2 separate regions of the Macaca mulatta genome follow, and region 2 is linked to region 1. A link is a contact called in public Hi-C data. All regions are on one chromosome and are shown on one strand. Each heading gives the region's core, a stretch centred on a gene start, on an enhancer-like site or on the middle of the called end of the contact. The rest is flanking DNA. Distances are from core to core; before and after follow the strand shown. Region 1 holds the start of ARHGAP21 (Rho GTPase activating protein 21). Region 2 holds the start of PRTFDC1 (phosphoribosyl transferase domain containing 1).

Evidence for each region. A called contact is a pair of places that touch in the nucleus more often than the background predicts.
Region 2: a Hi-C map of fetal cortex germinal zone shows a contact between it and region 1, with 5 times the contacts expected there. The contact joins the promoter of PRTFDC1 here to the promoter of ARHGAP21 in region 1. A contact is called at or near these places in 2 of 14 Hi-C or Micro-C datasets (fetal cortex germinal zone and fetal cortical plate).

What each region holds. Positions count from the first base shown.
Region 1 is chr9:26,169,425-26,175,108 of T2T-MMU8v2.0, reverse strand. It overlaps ARHGAP21 (Rho GTPase activating protein 21), which reads left to right and starts at 2,927. Exons shown (of 25, transcript NM_001261285.1): 1 at 2,927-3,025; 2 at 4,337-4,778. The coding sequence starts at 4,716.
Region 2 is chr9:26,386,032-26,391,715 of T2T-MMU8v2.0, reverse strand. PRTFDC1 (phosphoribosyl transferase domain containing 1) reads left to right here and starts at 3,104. Exons shown (of 9, transcript XM_015146641.3): 1 at 3,104-3,182. The coding sequence starts at 3,135.

The DNA.
Region 1 (5,684 bases), core at 1,678-4,177:
AGCCTAATACGCGTGAGACACCTAAGAGAGTAACTTATCGTAACAGTTCTTAAAAACATTCCCAAATTTTGGAACATCACGATTATATTTGTCCCAGGAGTAGAGGTACATTGGCACTGAAAGACCACAATAATTAACACATAGTAAGTTAAGTGTTAGCTGTTATTATTAAAAACCCATATTAAGAGGTAGTATACTGTTGTTTTATCTTTTTTTTTTTTTTTTTTTTTTTGAGACACAGTCTGGCTCTGTTGCCCTGGCTGGAGTGCCACTCTTGGACATAGCTCACTGCAGCCTTGAACTCCTGGGCTCAAGCGATCCTCCTGCCTCACAGCCTCCTAATCAGCTGGGACTACAGGCGCATGCCACCACGCCCAGCTAACATTTTGCTTGTACAAACGGGTCTCCCTATGTTGCTCACGCTGGTCTCAAACTCCTGGACTCAAGCAATCCTCCCATCTCAGCCTCCCGAAGTGTTGGGATTACAGGCGTGAGCCACTGAGCCCAGCCTAGTATAGTATTGTGAATAAAAGAATGGACTCTGGAGCCAGATCCCCTGGGCTTGAAACCTTCCTTCACCACCCACCTATCTTGTTGTGTAAAGCTTTTAGAGGAATACCTAGCAGGAGGCGTTGAATTTGATAGCTCTAGTACTTAGACACATAAGTAATAATTCGCGCTAAGTTATGTGGTAAATGGAGTTGGATTGTAATCTTGGTCCTTACATCTTATTACCTCTTATAGAAATATTGCCTCTCTAGGTTATGTTATTTTTCCATAATTTTTAGAATGTGTTTTCCTTCCTTTTCCTTCTCCTTTCATGGCCCACATTTTACTCTCCTTTATCAAACTGCAAATTTCACAATCGACATTTACAAAAATTTCTAGTGCAAAAATTTTAACCCAAATGTCCTTAGCTGTTAGGTATTCCGTTTATGCCGTGCATGCACATTTGCATGTGTAAGGAGTTGTTTTGTGCTGTAAATTGTTTTTCCTTTCTGGACATATTCTATAAACCCACAAGCGGTGAGCTACTTGAACCCTGAATTTCTATTCACTTCTTGTTAATTTACTCAATAGTATCTAGCACTGGATACTGCTACAGCCAGTGGGCTATTTAGTAAATTACCATCTGACTGGCAATCCCTCCTTGTATTTTATTCTATTTTTCTTTTCTTGATTGTTAGCTGACTTGTTTGGTGACGGGCTGTCAAGAACATGCAAATTTCGTGGCCATCTAAAAATGATCTCGTCAACGTCTTTCCTCGAATTGAAGCGGAGGATTTAGCTGTCGATTTGGTTTGGCACCATCCACTTTAAGGAAGATGTAAAAACGAAGGCGCAGGTGCCCCAGCTGCAGGGCGTGCTTTATGTCCCCGCTCCCCTGTCCCCCACAAAGAAACAGGACCTCAGGTGGTGGGCGGGCGGGGGAAGACTCTAAGTCTACAGGGGAGAGTAGCAAGAAAGAAGGAAAAGGTAAGCGGACTCCATAGCTTCTAGGTTTTGTTCCTCTTTTTTTTCCCTCTGGACGGCGGTGGCAGCTGATCAGACACAATTGCTGGCAGTCCCCCGCCGCAGTGAGGATAAAAATGACCCTCAACAGCACCAGCAGGAGCACTGAAAAGGAGAGAGGAGTGTGTATGGGAAGGGGCCGAGGATGAGGGTGACAAGGTGACAAACGCTGCCTCCGACTGCGAGCAACTCCCCTCCAGACCCGCGAGGTTCGGAGCCGGGGAGCCACCTCCCAGGAGCCGGGCGGGGTGGGAAGGGGAGGCCGAGGGGGCGGTGGCCTTCACCTGGGGGCGGGGAAGAGGGCGGAGGGAAGCCTGACTAACCAGTCCCTGATTGGCTCGCGTTCTCCCATCGTGTCTCCCGATTGGACAATTTGCAGCGGGAGATGTTGTGAGGCGCGGTGGGGCGGAGCAAGCTGCCGGGGTCTGTGACAAGGCCCGGGAGCTGGGTGGGGAGGGAGGCGGTTGTGCCGCGGCTCCGGAGCGGCTGTGACCTGAAGTGTGGCGGACAGAGAAGCGCAGCAGCCTCTTCACAGTTCCGCTAGCCGCGCCAAATTCGCTCAGTCGCTCTGCAGAATTTATAAAAGGGAAAGAACTGAATGAGCAACGCTTGGCTAACTTCCCCCTTCCCACCACAGGAAGAGATTTTGCTGTGAGGCGTGAAGGGACACTCCCTTATCTGCAAGTCCCACGTCTGGTCGCAGCTTCATTGCCTGCCCGCTGCAAAAAAGGGGGGGCACAATTTGCCAGTCCCCGTCCCCCGGTCTAGGACCTTTGATCCCTCGAGTCTGCAGATGTCGCTGTTATAGGCTTGTCCCCCTCTCCACCCCAGACGCCTACCACCAGGTCTCCTTCCCCGGGAGCAAGCCCATCCCTGGACGCTGCCACTCAGCGCTTGGGAGACTGCAGGGGCGGGGAGGGTTGTGTGTGCCTGGTTTTGGGGTGCTGGGGGGCGAGGGCTTGTAGGTCCCGCGACCCACGGGGAGGGGGCAGGCGAGCACCCCCCTCCGGCCTCCGGGTAATCCCCCTTCTCCAGCGTCGGTTCCCCGGGCCCGTGTTATTCAAGACAGAAAATATTCAGCCCCAGAGCCTCCCCTGGGGAGGGGAGGGGAAGGAGGTGGAGTGGGAGGAGGTGGATCCAGGGAGGAAGAAGCGAGAAATCCGCCCCCGGGAAACAGCTCCGCGCGGCCGCGGAGCGAGGCGCTTCTGTCACTTGGCGTTCGCGGGCGCCGGAGCGGGGCCCCGGCCCGGCCCGGCGAGGCGAGGGGAGAGTCCGGCGGCCGCCGCCCCGCCCCACGCCCTCCCGCGGCGGCCGAGAGCCCGGGGCCGGCCGGGGCAGGTCGCGGCGGTGCCTGGGAGCGGCCGGCCGGGGGCGGCGGCCTCGGAGCGCGGCGGCGGCGGCGGCGGCGGGCAGCGCGGGATCGTCCTGCTGCGGGGTCCGGCTCACGCCGGGCGGGGCGCGCTGTCCCGGAGCCGGCCAGCCCGGTGCGGATCCACTCGTCCCGCTTCCTCTGGTGCGTGTCTGGTTTCTTTTCCGTCTCAGCCGGGAGGGCGCCGCGCTCGCGGGCCGGGGTGAGCCCGGCTCGCCGCAGGCTCTCTCCCTTCCCGCCACCTCAGGCCACCCGGCCTGGCGCTGGCTTGGGGCGGGAGGGAGCCCGCGGCGGGCGCCCGGCGGGGGCGGAGGGGCCGCGCCCGCGTGTGCAGAGCGAGGGCGGGCGGCGGGGCGGAGGGAAGGGCACAAAGGCCGGCGGCGGGCGCCGGGGTCCGGCCGGCCGGCCTTGGAGGAGGGGCGCCCGGGGCCGCTCATGAATATTAACCGAGCCTGCGGCCTAGCGCGTCCCGGCCGGGCCCGGCGCCCGGCCCGCGTCCCCGCTCCAGCTCGCCGCCGCGCTTTGGCCGCCTGGCCCGAGCGGGCGGGAAGGGTAAGGCCCCCGGTTTTGTCTCGCCCAGGGGCTCCTAGCACCTTTGAGAAAGCCCATATTGGGGCCGCTCTCTTTGGGAGCTGGAGGTCTCCGACCCGCCTCAGGAAGGGGCGGGGGAATCGTGGGGGAGGTGGGTGGTGGTTTGCTTTTTCCTAGTTTTTTTCCCCCCTAGGTGGCCACAGGGGAAGGAAAGCCGTGTCGAGTTGTAGTTGGGGGAAAAGCCGTGACTTCAGAGTTGCTCGAGTGTGGCTTCGGAATCATGCCCCGGAGCGGGATTGGCGCCCGCGTCCCACCCGCGGCCGCGCACGCCTCCCCGGCCGTCCCCGGCCGTCCCCACCCAGCCCCGCCGCGGGCCAAGGAAAACAGCCGCCTCCTCGGGGACGCCGGCCGGGGCGGAGGGGCGGAGGGGCGGCGCCCGAGTCACCCGGAGACGCCGCCGAGCCCACGCCGGCCCCAGCCAGGCTGGCTTTGTGCTTGAGTTTTTGGGGGGCGGAGGGGAACGAGGAGGGGGCTTGAAAAGTGTGATCCCATTTCAACCTCGTGGGGGAGAAAACTTCCCCGAAGTGTCCCTGTCTGGGTGATGCAGAAAAGAACGTGCACAGCCCTCTGCTCTGCCCAGGAAAGACATGAATTAAAATGCACTTGAATGGGGAACGATTTTCTTGAAGGCTGCATAACAGCCAGGTGTGTTTGATGTGTTTGACGCAACCGCTGGGCAGTTTTGAGATTTTTCTTTTTTAAACACCCCCTCGAATTTATAGGCTTTTTGTTTGTTTACGTTAAAAAATTTTTTTTTTGTTTTGTTTTGTTAGGGAGGAAACGCGAACTTGGTGTGGACTTGTGGGCAAGACAGTGATAGGCGCCTGGAGAAAGTTCACGCCCTTTAATTTCTCCTTTTCCTAGGATCTCTCTGGGAGCTGACACTCGAGCCTTCACGACCCGTTCGGATTTTTCCAGGACTCAGGAGTGGCACTGGGAAGAAGGGGACCGCTTTCTGCAATTGGCCTCGACACTGGCTTCCAAGAAGACCTGTCGCCTTTGTTTTTAAGTCTCCAGAAATGGAAGAAGAAGGCGAAGTCAGTTGAAGTCGCGAGAAATCAGCAAGGCATTTGAAGGCGCTTCCTGAAAACCTTCATTCCCTGGCACGTTGTCTGTTTCACCAGCCCTGCCCCTCGGAGCTTGCTTGCGGAATTCTTCCCCTTCGGGTGTGTGGTGGCATCCCCCCCCCCACCTCCAATGTGGATTCCAAAGGATTTGTCCCTTCTTTGTCATTTGAAATGAAATGATGGCCACGCGTCGGACTGGTCTGCCTGAGGGAGATGGTGACAAGCTCAAGGCCTGCGAGGTAAGCGCGGAGCCAGCGTTCCTGGCCAGCAGGGCGGTGGCCTGTGTCTTGAGTGTCCTACAAGTTGGGGGTGACCGGCCACCGGGCCTCACTAGGGGCTTCCCGGGGCTTTGAGCTGGTTGGTGGGAGCGCCCCAGGTTAACCAGTAGCGAGGTGAAGCCTGGCCCACGTCTGTTTCCAGAGACTCCCGTGTTTCTTTTGCAAGAACACGTCCCGCATTTTGGAATGTCCTCATCTTGGTCACTCCTCAGAGCCAGGAATTGTCCCATCTCTGTGGCTGTGGGTACTGCAAGCCTGAGAATGGGCACCTGAGTATCCGTTTTCCTTCAGTCCTCTTCCAAGATATTTGGAATTGAGCTGGTTGGGGGTGGTTTTGAGCGTTTTGTGTGTCTGTGTCCAGGATTTGCCCTCCCGGGTGCAGAGACGGCAGCTAGTATGCTTGTTGCACCTGGGACTTAGTCTTTCTTTGGCACTGACGGTGGGCGCCTGGCTGCTGTTGCTGCAGATCTCTGCTTTAGGTAGAAAAAGACGTGTTTTTCCGTGAACAATTCAAGCACAGCTCTGGAAAACGACCTTACAGAGTCGTAATTCCAGCTCCCGGAAAAAAATCTCGTGCCTTTGCTGTTCTCTTATTTATACCCTCCCTTTCACACCTCTGGAGTTCTGTGAGCCGCTCTGGGGTGTCAGGTGGGTTGCGTTGCTGCTTAGGGTAGCATCTAGCATCTTCCCAAGACCCAGAGATTTTACTCCAGACTTCCTAAAAATTTTTGAGTAGGCAGGACAGAAATCATAGACAATACATTGATTTATGACACCCATATACCCTGTTGCCTCTCACCTTTTTTTTTTTTCCTCCTCGCGTTTGGAGATTGAAGTATTCGGAATTTACTTCCATTATGAATACAC
Region 2 (5,684 bases), core at 1,855-4,354, 220 kb before region 1:
GGCCTCAAGTGAGCCTCCTGCTTTGGCCTCCCAAAGTGCTGGTATTGCAGGTGTAAGTCATAGTGCCTAGCCCCATCAACCTTAAAAGACAATTCCTTGTCATTTTCACATGGAATAATTTCACAAACATTTGGTCATACATTTTTACAGCATCTCAGGTTAATAATATATTACAGTTTCATAGCATTTTGCAAAGAATTCTCTTGTATGTTATCTCACGTTCATCTCATCATCATATGCAGTAGAGAATAAATGTGTTGCTCCATTTTACAGATGAGAAAATTGATGTATATTACACTGATATAATTGGCTTAGACTCATTGGCTAAAGTAACATGGATTGTTACAGAAAAAGAGGTCCTAGTCCAAAGCTATTCTACTAGATATGTGATATGGTTTGGCTCTGTGTCCCCACCCAAATCTCATGTTGAATTGTAATTACCAATGTTGGGGGAGGGACCCGGTGGGAGGCGATTGGCTCATGGGGGTGGATTTCTCCCATACTGTTCTCGTTATAGTGAGTGAGTTCTCACGAGGTCTGATGGTTTAAAAGTGTGTGGCACTACATCCTTGCTCTCTCTCTCTCTCTCCTGCTCTGCCATGGTAAGACATGCTTGCTTCCCCTTTGCCTTCTGCCATGATTGTAAATTTCCTGAGGCCTCCCAGCCTTGCTTTCTGTACAGCCTGCAGAACTGTGAGTCAATTAAACCTCTTTCTTCATAAATTATCCAGGTCTCAGGTAGTTCTTTATAGCAATATGAGAACAGATTAATACAACACATAAGAGAAATTTGAGGTTTAAAAAGAATTTTTGCCTCTAAATCCTCATAATGCAAGATTAAGAATAAAGCCTGGACAGATGAGCTGTTATTTCTGGATACCGGTCTTTGCAAATACTGTTTGGGTTATCAAGTATTATCTTGTATTATGTTAATGCTCTCCAAAGTATCAAAGTATAATCAGACTGCACAAAATATTATCAAAATATACAAAGATAATAAAGAAAATGAATTAGATTTTAAAAAACTATTTACTCATCATTCTGTGCCCTTTATAGGATGACCTGTATAAGTCTATGTAGGATGTTCTTGAGCACACATTCATAATTGTTGCCTTTCAAGCAAGTTTCATTTTTCACTGTGAACTTGTTGGATTTTACGTTTAAACTAATAGCCTTTCTAAGGGAAGATGATTTATCTACCATTTCCCTTACATGTTCCATAGTGTCTAGGCTGGAACCAAAGTTGTCGCTTTTTGACTTCTGCATGGCAACTACTCCTGTGACATATTTTGAAGTTCCTTGTACACCCTAATCTGGCCCTGTATCCACACTGAGCCTCATGGCTAAGTTTGATATCCAAGCAGTAAGATGGTCTAGTAGAATCCCCTAAAGCACAGGTCATGAGCCATCCACATCACACCCATCTGGTGTCTCTCAGCAGGTGCAGGATTCTAGGTGCTTCCACAGATCTTCCCCACCCAGTGAAGCTGCATTAAACAGCTCCCCAAGAGAGTCCTGAACTCTCAAGTTTGATCACCACCCTAATGATAGCACTTTTCAGCTCCTGGAAATTTTAATGAAGTTGCTGGTGAATATGGTTCCTGGGCCTGGTCTTTGAAAATGAAAAGGGAAGATGGTGCTTGACTTTGGGGAAAAGAAGTGAGAGGCAGACTACAAAAATGGCTCAAAACAACACCCTCTGACAATTACTAAGAGAAAATGTTTACCTGTGCGCTGGGAAACAACACCCCTCATTTTTGTAAGGCAGTTCCCAAGCAGAAGCCTGATTTCAGGATCTCTGGAGCTGCACCCTCCAAGGCAGTGGTGCTTAGAAACGACACGAAGAGCCAGCCCTGCTGAGCAGGACCAGGGCGCCAAGTCTGAATGACTAATATTTTTCCAATCTAGAACGTCATTAACCGATTGATAACTATTTTCCCTTTAAACTAGGCAAAATCAGCATTCCTCTCCCCTCTGTGTGCCAGAATCCGAAGATGAACAAAAGAGGCCTGCATCAGGAAAACTGTGTTCAGTTCTCTTGGATTCAGGCCTTCAACCTGAATTGGGTTGAGTGAATGAAGATGCTGATGAGATGTCAGGGACCTGGGGACTGAAGACACACCCAGAAAAAGCAGGACCCTGCAGGAGTGGACAAAGAACTGGAGCACAGGGATGTGAGAGGGGTTGAAATGAACAACAGACTCATACGAGAAGGATTTCTAATCAGAAGAGAGTGACTGCTTTAATAAAGCTGCAACCTGGAACAATTACAATCTGACCAGATGTTCTTGCAAAACTGGTAAAGCAGAGAATGTGAAAAAATCTCTCCCCCTCCTCCCCTGAATGCAGTTGACCAAAGGCTGAAAGGCCGGATCCTGAAAGCCCAGATCTGATCCCTGCAGATCTGGGCCACCCTAAAAGCAATCGGGTGTAATCTTTCCAGCTCCAGGCCCTGGGATGAGGAAGATGGGGGGAAGGCAGAGAAAGGCGGAGGAAGGTGGAGGGAGGTGAGAGGAGGTGGAGGGAAGTGAGGGGAAGTGGAGGGAGGTGAGGGGAGGTGGAGAGAGGTGGGTGGCGGCTCCAGGGTTTGAAAACACATCCAGGACACTTGCCCATCCTCCAAGAGCACGCCGGCTCGCAGGCTCTTTCACGCTTCTGCTTGGGACAATCGCGTGCATGAAATCTGGCAGGGAAGAGCCAAGGAGATTGTTAGCCCGAGGGCTAGGACGGTGGATCTGGGAAGCAGGGGCCTGGGGGACACGTTCTCTTCCTGCCGCGGGCTGCCTCGTGCTCCCGAGTCCCCGCGGGGCCTGGCGGCGAGGCCGGGGGCTGCAGGCGACCATCCGGCAGGCGGCGGCGGCGACAGCGGTGGCCGCGAGGGACGCGCCCGGGGCCCGCGCTCACGGGGAGCGGTCGCGGCTTGGCAGCTGCTCCCCGCGCCCCCGCGGCCTCGCCAGGGGAGGGGGCGCCGCGCCGGGGCCCTGGATCCGCGCCAGGCCGCTGCTTCCAGCCGGCGGGCCCGGGGCGGGGCGGGGCGGCCGGGTCCCCATCCCCAAGTCCCTTCCCCCACGCAACCTTCGCCCTCCCAGCTCCTTCCCGCGCCGTCTTCCCTTCCCGCGTTCCCCGGGAGAAACATGGCCGGGAGCAGCGAGGAGGCGCCAGACTACGGGCGAGGCGTCGTGGTAAATGCAAACTCCCGATTTTGGGGCTCGCCCCGCTCCCCTTCCTCCCTGGCACCCTGCTTGTAGATTAAATGCCTGCCGTGCGTCGGGAGAGAAAGCGGGCCACCGCTTTGTTCTCCCTCCTGGCGGGGATCGCTTCCATCCTCAGACCCTGGCCTCCTCTCCCCGCCCCCAATCTGAGGAAACGCCGAGTCCCGTCCCTTCACCCCGAGTTCCCAGCGTCCCCCCGCGTCCTCCGGCCGGTAGCCCGCTCCTGCAGCGTCCCGCCGGCGCCCAGCCGTCCCCATCCCAGCGAGCCACGGGGAGCAGCTTCTGGGAGCCGGCCGGGCCGAGACACCCGCGTGCTGCTCTGTAGGCCTCCTTCTTCCTGGGCCTCCTCTTCCAGAGCGGGCTTCAAGTTTTGTTTTTAAAAAGGACACTGAGGGGTTTTGAAGGCAGCCAGGAAATAAAGTAGCTCAAGTTGACAGAACTTGAGCTCTGAAGCCTTTGGTACCCAGGTTGGGGGGCTCTCTGGCAGTGGAGGCCTCTGCAGGAGCTCTGGGACACGCTCCTGCGGGACCTATGGTTTGTCTGTAAAAGGGAGCAACAGCAGGCTGGGCTCCGGAGCGAATTGGGAGGATGCATGTAAAATATCTAGCAGTGTGTCCGGATGGGAGGGTGTGGGATGCTGGTTTCCCAGAACTGAGACTCCTGTTGGTGTCAGCCAGAGGGTCAGTGTGCTAGGATCTAATCCGTTCTTGACCTTGTGGCCGCGTCCTCCCTGCTCCCTGAGAAGTGGTTTTCCTAGAAGGTGGTGGTTATAACTTGTGTCAAGTTCAATGTGAAACTCAATGGTGGTGAGGATGGTGGGTGGAGCTAACTTGCCATCTCTTTCCAGGGATCAGCTTGTCGTTCACAGATAATCTGTTTATGAATATGAATGGCCTGAACTAAAGTAAGTGGGCTGGGGAGGGAAAGGTGACACACTCAGACAGAACCGGTCAGGTTGAAATGTGGGGCTCAGTGCTTAATTTAACAGCAGGCCCTTTCCTTCTTAAAGGATGAGGTGTTGATTTATTTATTCATTCCACAAGTTGATTGTCCTGCTGGGTTGCAGAAGGTGTTGTAGGCGCTGGGGTGCAAAAGACAAAGGCCTTGTCTTCATGAGCTTGCGTTCTAGAGAAGACACAGGCAAGCAGTGTGTAAACAAATAGAGAAAATTTCCAGTAGAGATGTGCAATAGGAGGAGGGTAACAGGATAGAGGGTAATTGGAGGAGAAGCGGGGAGTGATGCTTTTGCTCAGGTGGTCAGGGCAGCCTCTCCGCGGTGACCTTTGAACTAAGATCTGAAGGGTACACAGGAGTAGCCATGTGGACTGCAGGCGGAGACCCGCATATCAAATGCAAAAGAATCATTGTATCCGATTTATGCTTTTATAAAAACCATTCCAGTTGCCCCAGGAGGAGGGGCAAGCCTAGCGGTGTGATGGATGGGAGGGAGACTAAAACGCAAAAAGGGCAATCACTAAGTTCATTGTGGACAAATTGAGTCTGCAGTGCCTGTAAGGCCCACAGATCGGGCTGCACTGTAGGCAATTTGTGAAATTCACATTTGGAATTCAGGAGAGCGATTGGAGAGATTTGGAAATCAGCAGAAAGAATAATATTTAATGTTCAGGAATGCTCAGTGAATGTGGAAAAAACAATTAAAGCAACTGTTAAGGATGGAAGCCTGGAAAGTCCCAAATGTAGGAGGCTGCCTGTGGGGGAGAAGCTGGTTGAAGGAACCGAGAAAGAACGCTGAAGGGTGGGAGGGCAGGCAGGGTGGTGGGTGCCTTGGGAACAGAGCATTGTTGAGCGGGAGGGGCGGTGTCAAGAGGTCATCAGAAGTGTCAGATGCTACAGGGACAGCAAGTTGGATACCAAGATGGAAAACAGCCACTGTATTTAACAATTACAAAGTCATTAGTAGGGAGAATCTTTTAAACAACCACTCCATTGGTAGAACAGTTAAAATATAGTACAAGTTGAGCATCCCTAATCCAAAAATCCAAAATCCAAAATGCCCCCAAATCTGACACTTTCTGTGCGCCAACATGATGCTGAAAGGAAATACTGGCTGGAGCATTTTGGATTTCGGATTTTCAGATTAGGGATGCTCAACCAGGAAGTAAATGCAAATATTCCAAAATCCAAAGAAAAAAAAAAAAACATCAGTAATTAGAAACACATCTGGTCCCAAGCATTTTGGGTGAGGCGTACTCAACTTGTACTACCATAACATACTAGATACTTTTAGAAAAGAATAAGGTGGATCTAGATGCACTGATAGAGTAGGTAAATTGTTGAAGTCTAAGAAACAAGTGAGAGAACATTGTAAATAGCCCAGTCTATTGGTGTCAACAGAGGTCCTCCTGGAAGCAAGGTAATTTTTTGAAAAATGCAAAGAGGTAGTAAGAGGGGTATAAAGAGAATAGAGGGCCAGGTGAGGTGGCTCATACCTGTAATCCCAGCACTTTGGAA